2 separate regions of the Oryctolagus cuniculus genome follow, and region 1 is linked to region 2. The links are chromatin contacts, called in public Hi-C maps. All regions are on one chromosome and are shown on one strand. The core of a region is the stretch at or near the end of the contact, and the rest is flanking DNA. Distances in the headings are between cores, read along the strand shown. Region 1 overlaps LRRC20 (leucine rich repeat containing 20). Region 2 holds the start of NPFFR1 (neuropeptide FF receptor 1).

Region 1 (6,153 bases), core at 785-3,284, 71 kb after region 2:
AGAGAGAGAGAGAGAGGCAGAGGCAGACACAGAGATCTTCCATCTGCTGATTCACTCCCCAAATGCCTGCAACAGCCAGAGCTTGGCCAGGCCTTCAAAGCCAGGAGCCAGGAGCTGCATCCATGTCTCCCACATGGTTCAAGGGCCCAAATACTTGGGCCAGCTTTTGCTGTTTTCCCAGATGGATTAGCAGGGAGCTGGACCAGAAGTCAAGCAGCTGGGACTTGAACCAGTGACTGTATGGAATGTTAGCACGGCAGGCAGCATCTTTACCATCTACCACAGCTAAGGCCCCCACAGGTAAAAGATTTGAATAAACATTTCATCAAAGGCAGATGTATATCCAGTAAGCACATGACGTTCAACATAACTGGTTAGAAAACTGTAAATTAAAACCAAAATGAAGGGCAGATATTTGGTACATTTGGCACATCCGACTTGGGATGCCTGCATGCCTTGTAGAGCACCTAGGTTCAAGTCCCAGCTCTACTTCCAATTCCAGTGTCCTAATCAAGTGCACCATGGGACGCAGCAGGTGATGGCTCAAGTAGCTGAATTCCTGTCACCCGTATATGAGAGACTCAAATTAAGTTCCTGGCTCCTGGCTTCATCCTGGCCCAGCCCCAGTTGTTTATGGGCATTTGAGAAATGAACCCATGGATGCAGATTTCTGTCTATCTCCATCTCTCTGCCTTTCAAATAAATAATTTTTTAAAAAGCCAACATGAGACAATACCATTATATACCTATAAGATAATATATAGGGGCCGGCTTTGTGGCACAGTGGTTCAGCCACCACCCTGCAACACCAGCATCCCATGAGCACCAGCTGGAGCCATCTGGAGAGTGAAACAGTGGATGGATGGATGATCTCTCTCTCTCTCTCTCTCTCTCTTTCTCTGTAACTCTGTCAAATAAATAAATAAATATTAAAAAAAAAAAGCCTGATTGAGTCTGCAGGTGGTTGAATCCATGGTCACACGGGGCCACCTGGAAGCAGGTTCAAGGTGTGGATGAATGATGTGTGAGGCTTGCTGAGATGCAGACCACCTGACCCCACCCTCAGAGATTCTATCTGCAAAGCTCTGGCACAGAGCCCCTGCCAGTGCCAGGACCCACAGTTCGGCTGCCACCCCACAGGAGGGCAGGACTGACTGTTCCAGGCACACGTGTAACACGGGAGCAGACAGGGGGGCATTGCCCCCTCCTCATCACCACCTGACATGTCCTGTCAATGACACTGATATGAGGGTAGGTACAAGCCTCTGACTAGTTTCCTCCTTTACAGGGAACAGAACAGGCCAACTCTGGTTCCATGAAAGCACCAGAGGGGGGCCAGCATTGGGGCAGGAGGAGGGAGCTTCGAGTGCTCAGGTCACGTAGCTGTCATCTTCCTCTCCCACGCTCTGCACCTGTAAGTCACACACTCAGCCTAGCGCCAGGGCCCATAAACCAGGAACACTCCCACCTCAAAGGCAACAACAGAGGCAGAGGGGACAGCTGGAATACATCACAGAAATGCTGGACAGAGAGCACTTTGCATCTTTGTTTCTTCAACTGTAAAACAGGGATGTCAACGTCACTCTGTCACAGGGTTGTCATGAGGATCAAATGAGCCAAAACCAGCAATGTGTTTACAACACCGCTTGGTATTTGATAGCAGCAAGTCCAAGAGGTCAGAAATAGACAGGAGTTTGAAAGACAGAACAGCAGGCAGCCCTGATGCTCCTGGTATGATGGCCCGGGGCCCCCGGGGGCTCGGATTTAAAGGCCCTGTCCACAGCAGTCTCTCCTGTGTCCCACTGTGCCAATGCCTGCATCCCAGCTACCCCGCCCTCCCTTCCTGTGTGCTCCCAGCCTTTCCAAGCCCCACTCATGTGCAGTCTGATCACACAAGTCACCTCCAAAGTGCAGAGAGGATCTGGGCACCTCTGGCTGGAAGGGAGACAGCTACACAGCAGCCTGGCCTCAGTCTGCTGGCTCAGGGCGGCTGAGGGTCAGGGACCCGCAGAAGCCAGACAGGCAGGAGGCTCTACACTCACAATGTGCTGACTTGGGGAGACAGGGGCTGCAGGGAGGAGAGGAGAGAAGGGAGGGAATCTAAGGAGGGGTGAGCGGCTGGGAGGGAAGCGGCTTCAACTCCAGCAGAGGGCCTGCCAGGGGGGAGATGGGAAGGAGCCCACTTCCTGAGAGAGAACAGAATGGGAGTAGGGGAAAGGGTTGGGACCCACAGCTCAGGTTGCAGGAGCAGCAAGCCCGGCGTGGCTCCAGCTCTGGCTCTGGCATGCACTGCGGAGCACTCACCAGGTCACCTCCTGAGTGAGGTGGGAGCCAACCTATAATTAAGCTCCTCCCAGCCCATCTCTGCAGGGGTCTTCTACCTTGCAGCAACACATCTGCAGCCCTGGAGCAGCCTTGCTGCCTGGCTGCACACACGGTGGGGTGGAGGGAACCCCGCAAAGAGGAGCAAGCCAGGGAAACCTGCACCACTCCAGGGGCAGGGGCTTAGGGAACGGGCTGCCTGCACAGCGGCTGGAGTTGGTTCTGTTTATTTCTACCTTCTGTAGTGGCAAGGGGTTCTTTCCCTAGAATCGCTTCTTCTCCTGTTTGAAGAGCAACATACTCACCACAGAACATACAGAAAATACAGAACAGAATTTTCCAGCTCCCATTGGCATCTTGCTTGATTTCCTCCTATTTTCCTTCCTTTGTATTTACACTTACTGAACCTAACTGGTGTGTTACAAGACACACGGTTTGGGACCCTTTTTGCCAGCTCATGTTATATGTGAGAATGTGCCAGTCTTTACTGAAGCATGTGATGTGAACTGCTGCATACCACTGCTAACAGCTGTACACACAGCACTGTATGTAGCTGTAACAAATTTATTTAAGGGGCCAGCGCTGTGGCGTAGCAGGTAAAGCTACCGCCTGCAGTGCTGACAACCCATATGGGCACCAGTTTCAGTTCCGGCTGCTCCACTTCCAATCCAGCTCTCTACGATGCCCTGGGAAAGCAGTAGAAGATGGCCCAAACCCTTGGGCCCCTGCACCTGTGTGGGAGACCCAGCGGAGGCTCCTAGCTCCTGGTTTCAGATCAGCCCAGCTCCAACCATCGCAGCCATCTGGGGAGTGAACCAGTAGATGGAACATCTCTCCCTCTCTCTCCCTGCTTCTGCCTCTGCCTCTCTGTAACTCTTTCAAACAAATAAATAAATATTTTTAGAAAATTATTTAAATAATGTTCTGATGCTGGATGTTTAGGTTGCTTCAGATTTTTTTCTGTTTCACAAGAGAACCATATTGAGTGACTTCACCTGTCTTTCAAGTCTCAATTTAACTTCTACCTCCTCCAGAGAGCCTTCCTGGATTACTTCAACACCCAGCAACGTCTCCCACTTCTGAATACAATCTGTAGGTCCACACAACACAGCTTAGCCAGAGCCTGGGTGTCACTCACTGCTCAGTGATCATCTCATTGGTGGTAGGCTGGTCTCGGGTCCAGGACTCCACTGCACATGTCTCTGGGAACCCCTCAGCACCTTGCACACAGCAGGTGCTCAATACATTCTGACTGCTTAGACCCCTTCCTTAGCCTAGATGAGCCTGGTCAGCTCCACTTTCCAAGGGTCAGGAGTGCAGGCACCCACAGCAGTCTGGTCTGAAATTTTGCTTCTTCTCTGGCCACTGTCAAGGTTAAAAAGTCCCCTAGGGTTCACTGCTAACCTGGAAGGCCCAGCGTCTCCACAGGAAACTCTCAAGCTTTGGCCAAGACCACCATGGCAAAAGGCTCTCAAGCTGACAAGACTTCACAGAGCCACACCGTGGCAATAACCAACGATCACCCCCACGTCGGACTGCACAGTAAGGAGAAAGCCAGGCTCTCTTGCCAGGCACTGAGGACACTCAGCCAGTGGCCACTGGTCTGACTTGGGGTCCTCAGTGGTTGTGGTCCCCAGGCAGTGCCAAGAAGCTGATGCAGCACGCACCCGCCTCTAGCCGCCCCGCACACTTCACCTGGGCCGAGGTGCCCTCATTCACAGGAACCCCAGCTGCCCTGTGAGGCTTCTTGGTTGGCAGTGCCAGGGCCACTGAGGCTGGAGTCCAGACTCCTCAACGAGGCCTTCCAGGCTGGGCAGCATCCTTCCCTCCCTCTCAATTCAGGTGCCAACCGACCCCTGCCTGGGTACCTGCCTCCTCGCCACTCCTCCTGAAACAGAAGCTTGACAACACCTGCCCCACTCTCCCATCAGAAGTCAGGTCTCCCTCCCCTGTTGCTCCTGACCCTGGTCAGGTCTGGGCTGGGTGGCACCGCCCTGCGTGACATTTAGGGTGGGAGTAGGTGACCGGCGGCAGAATGCATCACATGCACTGAGCTTCCCACGATAAGGCAAAGGAGGCAGGCCCAGCAGTGGCCTGGCTGCAGGACACCCGGAGGAGGCACTATGCAAGGGAGACCTGAGCCCCACCTGCAGCCTTTGAGGACGGCAAAAATCAAAGAGCTGCCATTCACCACACTACCGGCACGCCAATCCCTTACAGACGGGATGATGGCTCCTCATCTCCCTGATGAAGAAGACGCGATGGAGGAACCGAGGCTCAGGAAGGCTCAGTGCCCCGCTTAGGTGCCAGGTGGCAGGCAGCAGAGTAGGGATCCAGGCCAGGCTGTGGGCCGAAGCCTGCCTCCCCTCAGGGCCAGTGCTAGCGATCCTTAACCTCCAGGGAAGCCCAGCCACAGTGTGGCCCAGCACTGGTACCCTGAGCTCCGACTAAAGGCCTGTGGCCACCAGCTCACAGATATCCCTTCTAAGCCAACCACATCCTCCATGTTGGTTTGCACCTAGAGGAGGGCCCCTCCACCCTAGCTCTGTGCAGCTCGTGACAACGTCACATGCTTACAAAGTGCCTGCCGCGATGCTAGGCTCTGGTGTGGCAGGCAGGAGGCATCCACCTCCACCTCCTCCTCATCTGAAAACCAAGGCTCTCCACACCTGCCACTCACTGTGGGGAAGCAGTGACCACCCAAAAGGAGGCACCTGGCACAGGACTGCACGCAGGGGGCTCCCCAGCTGGTGCCAGTCCCCGGGGGCAAGGACAGCTGTGCACTCACGTTCACTGACAGTCCTGGGCCAGGCAGTGTTTCTCAGACCTCTCTGACCACAAGCCCCAGTAAGAAACAGGTGCCACACTGGGGCCCTCTGTCCACTCAATGACAGTGCAAGCCCCGGGCGTGACGTGGCACAGCACATGCTGATGCCGTAGCTTTTAACTCTTCCTAGGTCCTCGCTCCACGGGCTCCAGGAGCCCTCAGGGGGCAGGAGCACAGTCCGGCCGTCACTCACCCAGGGTGTCAGAGCCACTCTCCACTGTCTCGTTGACCTTCCTGGCGACTCTGGCCACGGCCTCACCCATCTTCTTCAGCATGCAGACTCAGGCGTCCTGCTGCCAGCCCCCAGGCTGGTCTGCTGCTCACGCCGGGGTACACACCTGGAGGAGATACAGGGCTATGATGTGCCTGCCTGGCAGTCTCCCCAGGCACGCAGGCTGCCACTTACCTCCTCTCTCGGGACCCACAGCACAGGCCACATCCAGCCCAGCCTTGGGAGGAACTGATCTACCTCTCAGAGGGCGGGGGTGGCCGGGCGCTCCCCATTTCCTGGGATGACTGACACGTGTGACCTCACTAGCTCCAGGGCCATGGCCTGAACCAGTGGCCAAGCAGGCAAGAGGACTCAGGTGTGGCTGAACAGGCATGGTTTTGGGGGAATGGGCGTGGCACAGCCACCTGCAGGGGAAGGACACCTGTCGCTCCACTCCACAGCCTCAGAGCCAGCTTCCTGCCCACAAATCCCCAGGACAAGGCCAGCCCACCCACATCAGCCAGCCTCCTCCTGCAGGCAGCAGACAAGGACACTAAGGCAACTTGGAGCCTCCTGAGCCAGGGAGAGCTCCCAGCGAGGCAGGGTGGTCTCTAAGAACTCTCTTCACCCGTGCGGGGTATAGTAGGAGCCTGCAAACCTGACCGCAGCCGCATTATCATCCGGACGCTGAGCTTCGGAGCAAGCAACGTGGTGGGGATTTGAGAAGGGGAACTGTATCACTCTCAGAAAGGCAAGGAAAACACGATTTTAAGGAGCTAAGATGTAAGCACAT
Region 2 (6,033 bases), core at 1,850-4,349:
AGGTGGGGGCCACAGTGCCTTGGGTTTCCAGTGCCCACCAGGACTGCACCCAAGGGACCTCTCTGCCTGGCCTGCTCTGAAGCTGCCGGCACGAGTGATCCAGATGGCAGGAGGGGAGCAAGCCTCCGCCAGCTGGGAGGGGCGCAGGGCGATCCTGGGCGCACTGTGACTTCGCTCCCCCAGCAGCAGGGAATGCCCAGCGGCCCACGGGGTGTGCACTAGCGCCCCCTGTCTTGCCTTTCCTCCCTTTCCCATCCCACTCCCCTCTTTCCCTCACTTTCTGGCTCCTGGCTCTTCTTCCAAATAAACTGTCCACACCCAAGTGCTGATCTTGGAGCTGCTTTCAGAAGCAGGAAAATCGGGGAGCTGGCTCTGTGGCATAGTGGGCTAAGCCACTGCCTGTGACACTGGCATCCCATACGGGCATGGGTTCGAGTCCTGGCTGCTTCACTTCCAGTCCAGCTCCCTGATAATTCACCTGGGAAAGCAGCAGAGGAGGCCCAAGTCCTTGGGCCCCTACCCCCACATGGGAGACCCAGAAGAAGCTCCTGGCTCCTGGTTTCAGCCTGGCCCAACCCCTGTCATGGTGGCCATTTGGGGGAGTGAACCAATGAATGAAAGCTCTGTGTGTGTGTGTGTGTGTGTGTGTGTCTCACTCTCTAATTCTGCCTTTCAAATAAAAAAAAAGGCAGGAAAATCTGAAAGGAGGTGTTGGTGTCCCTATGTTTGTATACATGTGTGTGTGAATAATAAACCTATGTAGTTCTGAACACAGAGGGCTATTCCACCCATGTGTTCTAAAGTCTGCTTTGTTTTTATTACTCACTGAGGCAGCAAGCATATTTTCATGTCAATGAAACCCGGAAGCCCAGCTTTCAGTGTGTGCGTGGCACGCTGTTCACAGGTGTGTTTCATGTTTCACTTATCTAATTGATTTGATCCAGACACCGAGATGGCCCCTGACTGTGTGCCGTATGAGGCTGCTCTGCCACGGTGCACGGGGCGGCTGCCTCTGAAAGAAGCTTCAGTGTGTGATTGCTCTGCCTCCCAAAGGCTTGCCATTCATTCCATAATTTCTCCTGGAATTTTCAGAGGTCAACATTAATTTTAGCAGTTTAGAGGTTTTTTTTTTTTTATTATTCTTTCATTTCTTTTTGAAAGTCGGGCTTTTGCCTGTCTTCAGTTCTCTGGCACTTCCTTCGTTCCGTGTAATTTCCTACTGATTACATCTGTAAATGCATCCCGCCCGGAGGATGTTCTGCGTCTGGGCTTTCAGAGGGAGGTCTTTGTAGGTGGCTCAGTGCTTCCTCCCATCACTCACCTATCCTGCCTCTCCAGTTCCCTCCTTGTGCTCTTTATGCCACCATTTGAAACAAAATTGCCAGTGCCCGCCCTGCCCACTCTGTGCCCCAGCGCTGAGTAGATGCTTTCTTGTTATCTTTCTTTAGACTCTGAAAGCCGGTGGCTGTCTGGGCCAATTTTCCCTGCCTCTGTTCACCGGCGCTGCAGAGCCCTGGGCCCTCTTCCTCCAGATCCTGCCAGCCTCCCAGATTCATCGGGGGCTTCGCGGTCCTGCTCGCATCTTTTGTGTGTCTGCTTTTCAAGCCCCGGCGCAGTGGCAGCTACAAGTGCAGACTCCCCGGATTTTCTATAGAACTCCTTTTTGCTTGACAGAAGTGTCTGTAATTACTTATTGGCATTCCGAGGCTTCATCACCTCTCGTGGCAGCCTCCCTTGACTGGCGTGAATTTGTACAACACATCATGTCTCATTTTAGCCCCTCAGCTGCTCCGGGAAGCCAGCCGGAGGTAAGTGGCTCCGCTTAACAGACAAGTAAGCAATGGCACCGAGAGGTTTGGCCACCATCTCAGTGACACCCGCAAGCCACAGGACCAGCCCCCCAGCCTCTGGTTTCTTAGCCCACATAGAGTTCCCCCTGCCTGCACTGCCTGGAAAGGGGTCTGGACCCCCGCCGCGCAAGTCTGGAACAACAGCTGTGTGCCTGGCCACTATCCCGGGGGGGGGGGGTGAGGTCATAGCTGTTCCCCCTCCCCACGGACAGAAACTGCTGGGTAGGAAGATCTCTGGAACACCACCACCGCACCCCCACTCCTTCAGGCAGCCACAGTCGGGGAGCACTCCTCCGAAACGAACAGCCCTCTCCTCGCCAGAGAAAGGAAGCTCAAGTATGGGGGTGCACATAGAGGGGGAAGTGGAGACCCTCCCCCAGGTCTCTCTCTCTCTCTCTCTCACACACACACACAAGGAGGGAGATACCATGGACATAGATACCCCCAGGTCTCTCCCCCAGGTGTCTCTGTCTCTTTCTGTCTCTCTTTCTGTCTCTCTCTCTGTGTGTGTGTCTCTGTCTCTCTGTCTCTCTCTCTGTCTCTGTCTCTCTCTCTCTCTCACACACACACACACACACACAAGGAGGGAGAGAGACACCATGGACATAGATACCCTCAGGTCTCTCCCCCAGGTGTCTCTCTCTCTCTCTCTCTCTCTCTCTCTCACACACACACACACACACACACACACACACGGGACGGGGAGGGAGAGAGACACCATGGACATAGAAACCTCCAGGTCTCTTCCTCTGTGTGTCTCTGTCCCACTCTCTCAACAGAGTCACCTCCAGGTCTCGGTCTCTCTCTCTCTCTCTCTCTCTCTCTCTCTACACACACACACACACACACACACACACACACCGTGAACACAGAATCCCCCCTGGGTCTTTCTTCCTCTCTCAGGGTCCCCGTCACCCACCCGAGGGCCACAGTGCTGTCGACTGCCCCTGTCCCTTATCTCTCTGCACCTGACTCAGTGTCCCCCGCAGCCCCGGGGCCACTCACCCTCCATGCTGCCAGCTCCCATGCGCTGCGGGCCAGTCTACGACGAGGGAGCCTCGACCCGCAAGGGGTGGGCGGGGGCGGAGCAGCGCCCCGGGGCGCCCCTGCCCCTGCCCCCTGCAGCTCGGTCCCGGCCGGGCGGAGGCGAGCAGGAGGCGTGCGCTCTCAGGCCCCTGCGTCGGGCTGGTCTCGCTGCCCTCGGAGCCGGGGTTGCGGGCTCCACGCCGCTCCGCTGCCCGCCGGACTCTGCTGCCTGCTAGTCGCCCCGCACTTCCCCGGCCAGCGGGAAGGAGGGGGCTGGCGCGGCGCCGTCACCATGGAACCCGGCACACCTGCGCCCGCCGAGCGAGGGCGCCCCGGCATGCCTCCCTCCTTCCGCGGGACCGAGCGCCCCTCCAAAGCAGGGGACACAGCCCGCCGCCCGCGGAGCCCTGGCCACGACGCCCGTTACCCGCGCACCCCTCTCCCGGGGACCCGCACCCGGCCTCTGTCCCCACTCCTCCCCCTTGCCCCAGCCCAGCGCGACCCCGGGCCGCTCGCGCTGGTGTCCAGGACGTGGGCCTTTCTGATCGGGACAGGAGATGAAGCTGCAAAGACCCTGGACGGCCGAGGGAGGAAGCTGGGCGAGGGCCACCAGCTCGGAGCCCGCTGGTCAGGCACCCTACGGACACCATCAGTGAACAGAGGTCCCAACTTCCAGCGAACGGGGTTTAGGGTTTGTTCCGGGGGACTCTAGTTGGAAGCCGCTTGCTAGCTTCTGTCCTAGCTTCTGACTCCAGCTGCTCCTCCGTCCTGATCTGCTGGCATCTCTGAGCTCATCACTGGGCCAGACGCTGACACTAATCCCCAGCAGTGGGCAGCCTGCCTAGAGCGGGAAGCAGGAGGTGCCTTCTCAAGTCTACCTTTCTGCGGGACAAAGACCTGAGTTGCGCTCGGCTTTCTGCTGCTGCCTCAGTTTCTTCATCTGTAAAATGGGGATAAGAACAGTGCAGACCTCCTAGAGCTGTCATGAAGATGAGAAGAGTGGCTACGCTTGGAGCAGTCCCAGCGCACAGTGCTCGCTCCCTGTTACAGCATCGCCGCTCGGGGCAGGGCTTGCACGCTTCAGGTCCCTCTGATCCTCAGGTTGGAACTGCGGGGGAGGAAGGCAGCGTTCAGGGCGCTGTGCTGGAAATCCTGCATTCGCCCCCCACTTCCGCTTACTGTCTGCGTGGCTTTGGGAGCGTTACACTGTCTTTGTGCCTCAGTTTCTTTGCATCTACAAAGCGGGGACAACAGAACCCAGTACATTCTGGTTAGAATTAACCAACCAGTCCGTGCATGGAAGGCACCCACCCAGCACCTGGCCTCTAGTAGGTGCTCAACAAACACGAGTTGTCATTTCTGGGGGCACTGGACTTTGCACTGCACAGTCTTTCCCTCTCACTCTCCACCCCCTTTCTCTGATCCTTTCCTCTTTTTTTTTTAATATTTACTTATTTGAGGGGCCAGTGCTGTGGCGTAGCGGGTGGGGCCACCACCTGCGGTGCTGGCATCCCATGTGGGCGCCGGTTCGAGTCCTGGCTGCTCCACTTCTGATGCAGCTCTCTGCTGTGGCCTGTGAAGGCAGTGGAGAATGGCCCAATGTTTGGGCCCCTGCACCCACATGGGAGACCTGGAGGAAGCTCCTGGCTCCTGGCTTCAGATTGGTGCAGCTTCCAGCCATTGCGGCCAGTCGGGGAGTAAGCTGGTGGCTGGAAGATCTCTCTCTCTCTCTCTCTCTCTCTCTGCCTCTCCTTTCTCTATGTAATTCTTTCAAATAAAAAAAAACTTTAAAAAATTAATTTATTTGAAAGGCAGTTCTCTACCCTTGTCTACCCCTGTTTAACCTAACTACCTCCTGCAAGCCTTCTCTCTCTCTCTCTCTCTTTTTTTTTTTTTTTTTGACAGGTAGAGTGGACAGTGAGAGAGACAGAGAGAAAGGTCTTCCTTTACTGTTGGTTCACCCTCCAAAGGCCGCTGTGGGCCGGCGCATTGCCCACAGCTGATCCGAAGCCAGGAGCCAGGTGCTTCTCCTGGTCTCCCATGCGGGTGCAGGGCCCAAGGACCTGGGCTGTCCTCCACTGCACTCCAGGGCCACAGCAGAGAGCTGGACTGGAAGAGGAGCAACCGGGACTAGAACCCGGTGTGCCAGCGCTGCAGGCTGAGGATTAGCCTATTGAGCCGCGGCACCAGCCCTCCTGCAAGCCTTCTCTACGAACAGTCACGCTAGGGGACAGAAATGTGGGGAGGACACAAGCATTCAGCCCATTTCCCCTCATCAAGAGCCGAGCCCCCTTCCATTTTATTGCAGGGTGTCCACCCTGCCATTCTTCCAGGTCAAGGCTGGAGGGGGGGACTGTAGGAGGGCTCTGCTGGTCTTGTGCACCTGCTCCCCAGAGGCTGGAATGAAGCCCAGGAGCTGCTTGCAGGATCCTCCCCGGGCGGGGAAGCCGGCCACCTCCCATGGAAGACTTGGTCTCTCCCCCCGGTTCAGAGTGCACAAGGGCCTGTTGGGCAAGGAAAGTCAGGGATGTAGCCACCATTTTGGAAAGGCTGGGAGTCCACAGGGAGAGGAAGGAGGTCTCCACGTGGTGGGTGTTTGGCTCCTGGCACCCAGGCCCTCAGCATCTGTTGGAGAGAAGGGGAGCTGCAGAGAGGCTGAGGCCCAAACAGGAGTGGACCCCTTCTGGGGAGCCAGAGGGACCCCTCCCTCGTCTTAACCAGCTTCAGAGGAGTGCCTCCTTCTAAATGTTGTCAAGTGCAACTTAGTGAGCTCTCCTCAGGGAGGCAGCTCAGCTACCTTGATCTGCAGTTGTAAACGACAAGCAGCGTTTCAAGGGCTGACTCACCCCTACACCCAGGGGTGTGAGTCTAGGAGCAGAGGCCGGAGCTCTGAGCACTGAGTTCCCTAGCACCAGGACCCAGCCCAGAGCCAGGAAACCTGGGCTTTAGGCTGGGCTCTGCCGCCAGCTTGCTGCATATCCTTAGTGAAATCATGCCCTCTGGAACATTCTGGAACACTTCCATGGGCACTGACATTTCCATCTCTAAGGTGGGAAACGGTTGGACCAGATTTTTTTTTTTTTAAATAACTGTTTATCTGAAAGGCAGAGTGATAGAGAGAGAGAGGAAGAGACAGAGCGAGAGTGAGAGAAAGGTT

Evidence for each region. Hi-C and Micro-C count contacts between places; a contact is called where the count stands out from the background.
Region 1: a contact with region 2 is called in a Hi-C map of an unstated tissue, with 2.4 times the contacts expected there. The contact joins the enhancer-like site here to the promoter of NPFFR1 in region 2. A contact is called at or near these places in 3 of 6 Hi-C or Micro-C datasets (ear pinna, psoas muscle and an unstated tissue).

What each region holds. Positions count from the first base shown.
Region 1 is chr15:61,927,672-61,933,824 of mOryCun1.1, forward strand. It overlaps LRRC20 (leucine rich repeat containing 20), which reads right to left. Exons shown (of 6, transcript XM_070057788.1): 2 at 5,343-5,487. The coding sequence starts at 5,424. Among named protein-coding and RNA genes, the nearest start is that of LRRC20, 7.2 kb to the right of the region's middle. Within about 2 kb of position 2,035, at least 1 of the 8 cell types and tissues checked has an H3K27ac peak or open chromatin away from gene starts, as enhancers often do.
Region 2 is chr15:61,855,671-61,861,703 of mOryCun1.1, forward strand. It overlaps NPFFR1 (neuropeptide FF receptor 1), which reads right to left and starts at 3,100. Exons shown (of 4, transcript XM_051823828.2): 1 at 2,856-3,100. The coding sequence starts at 2,877.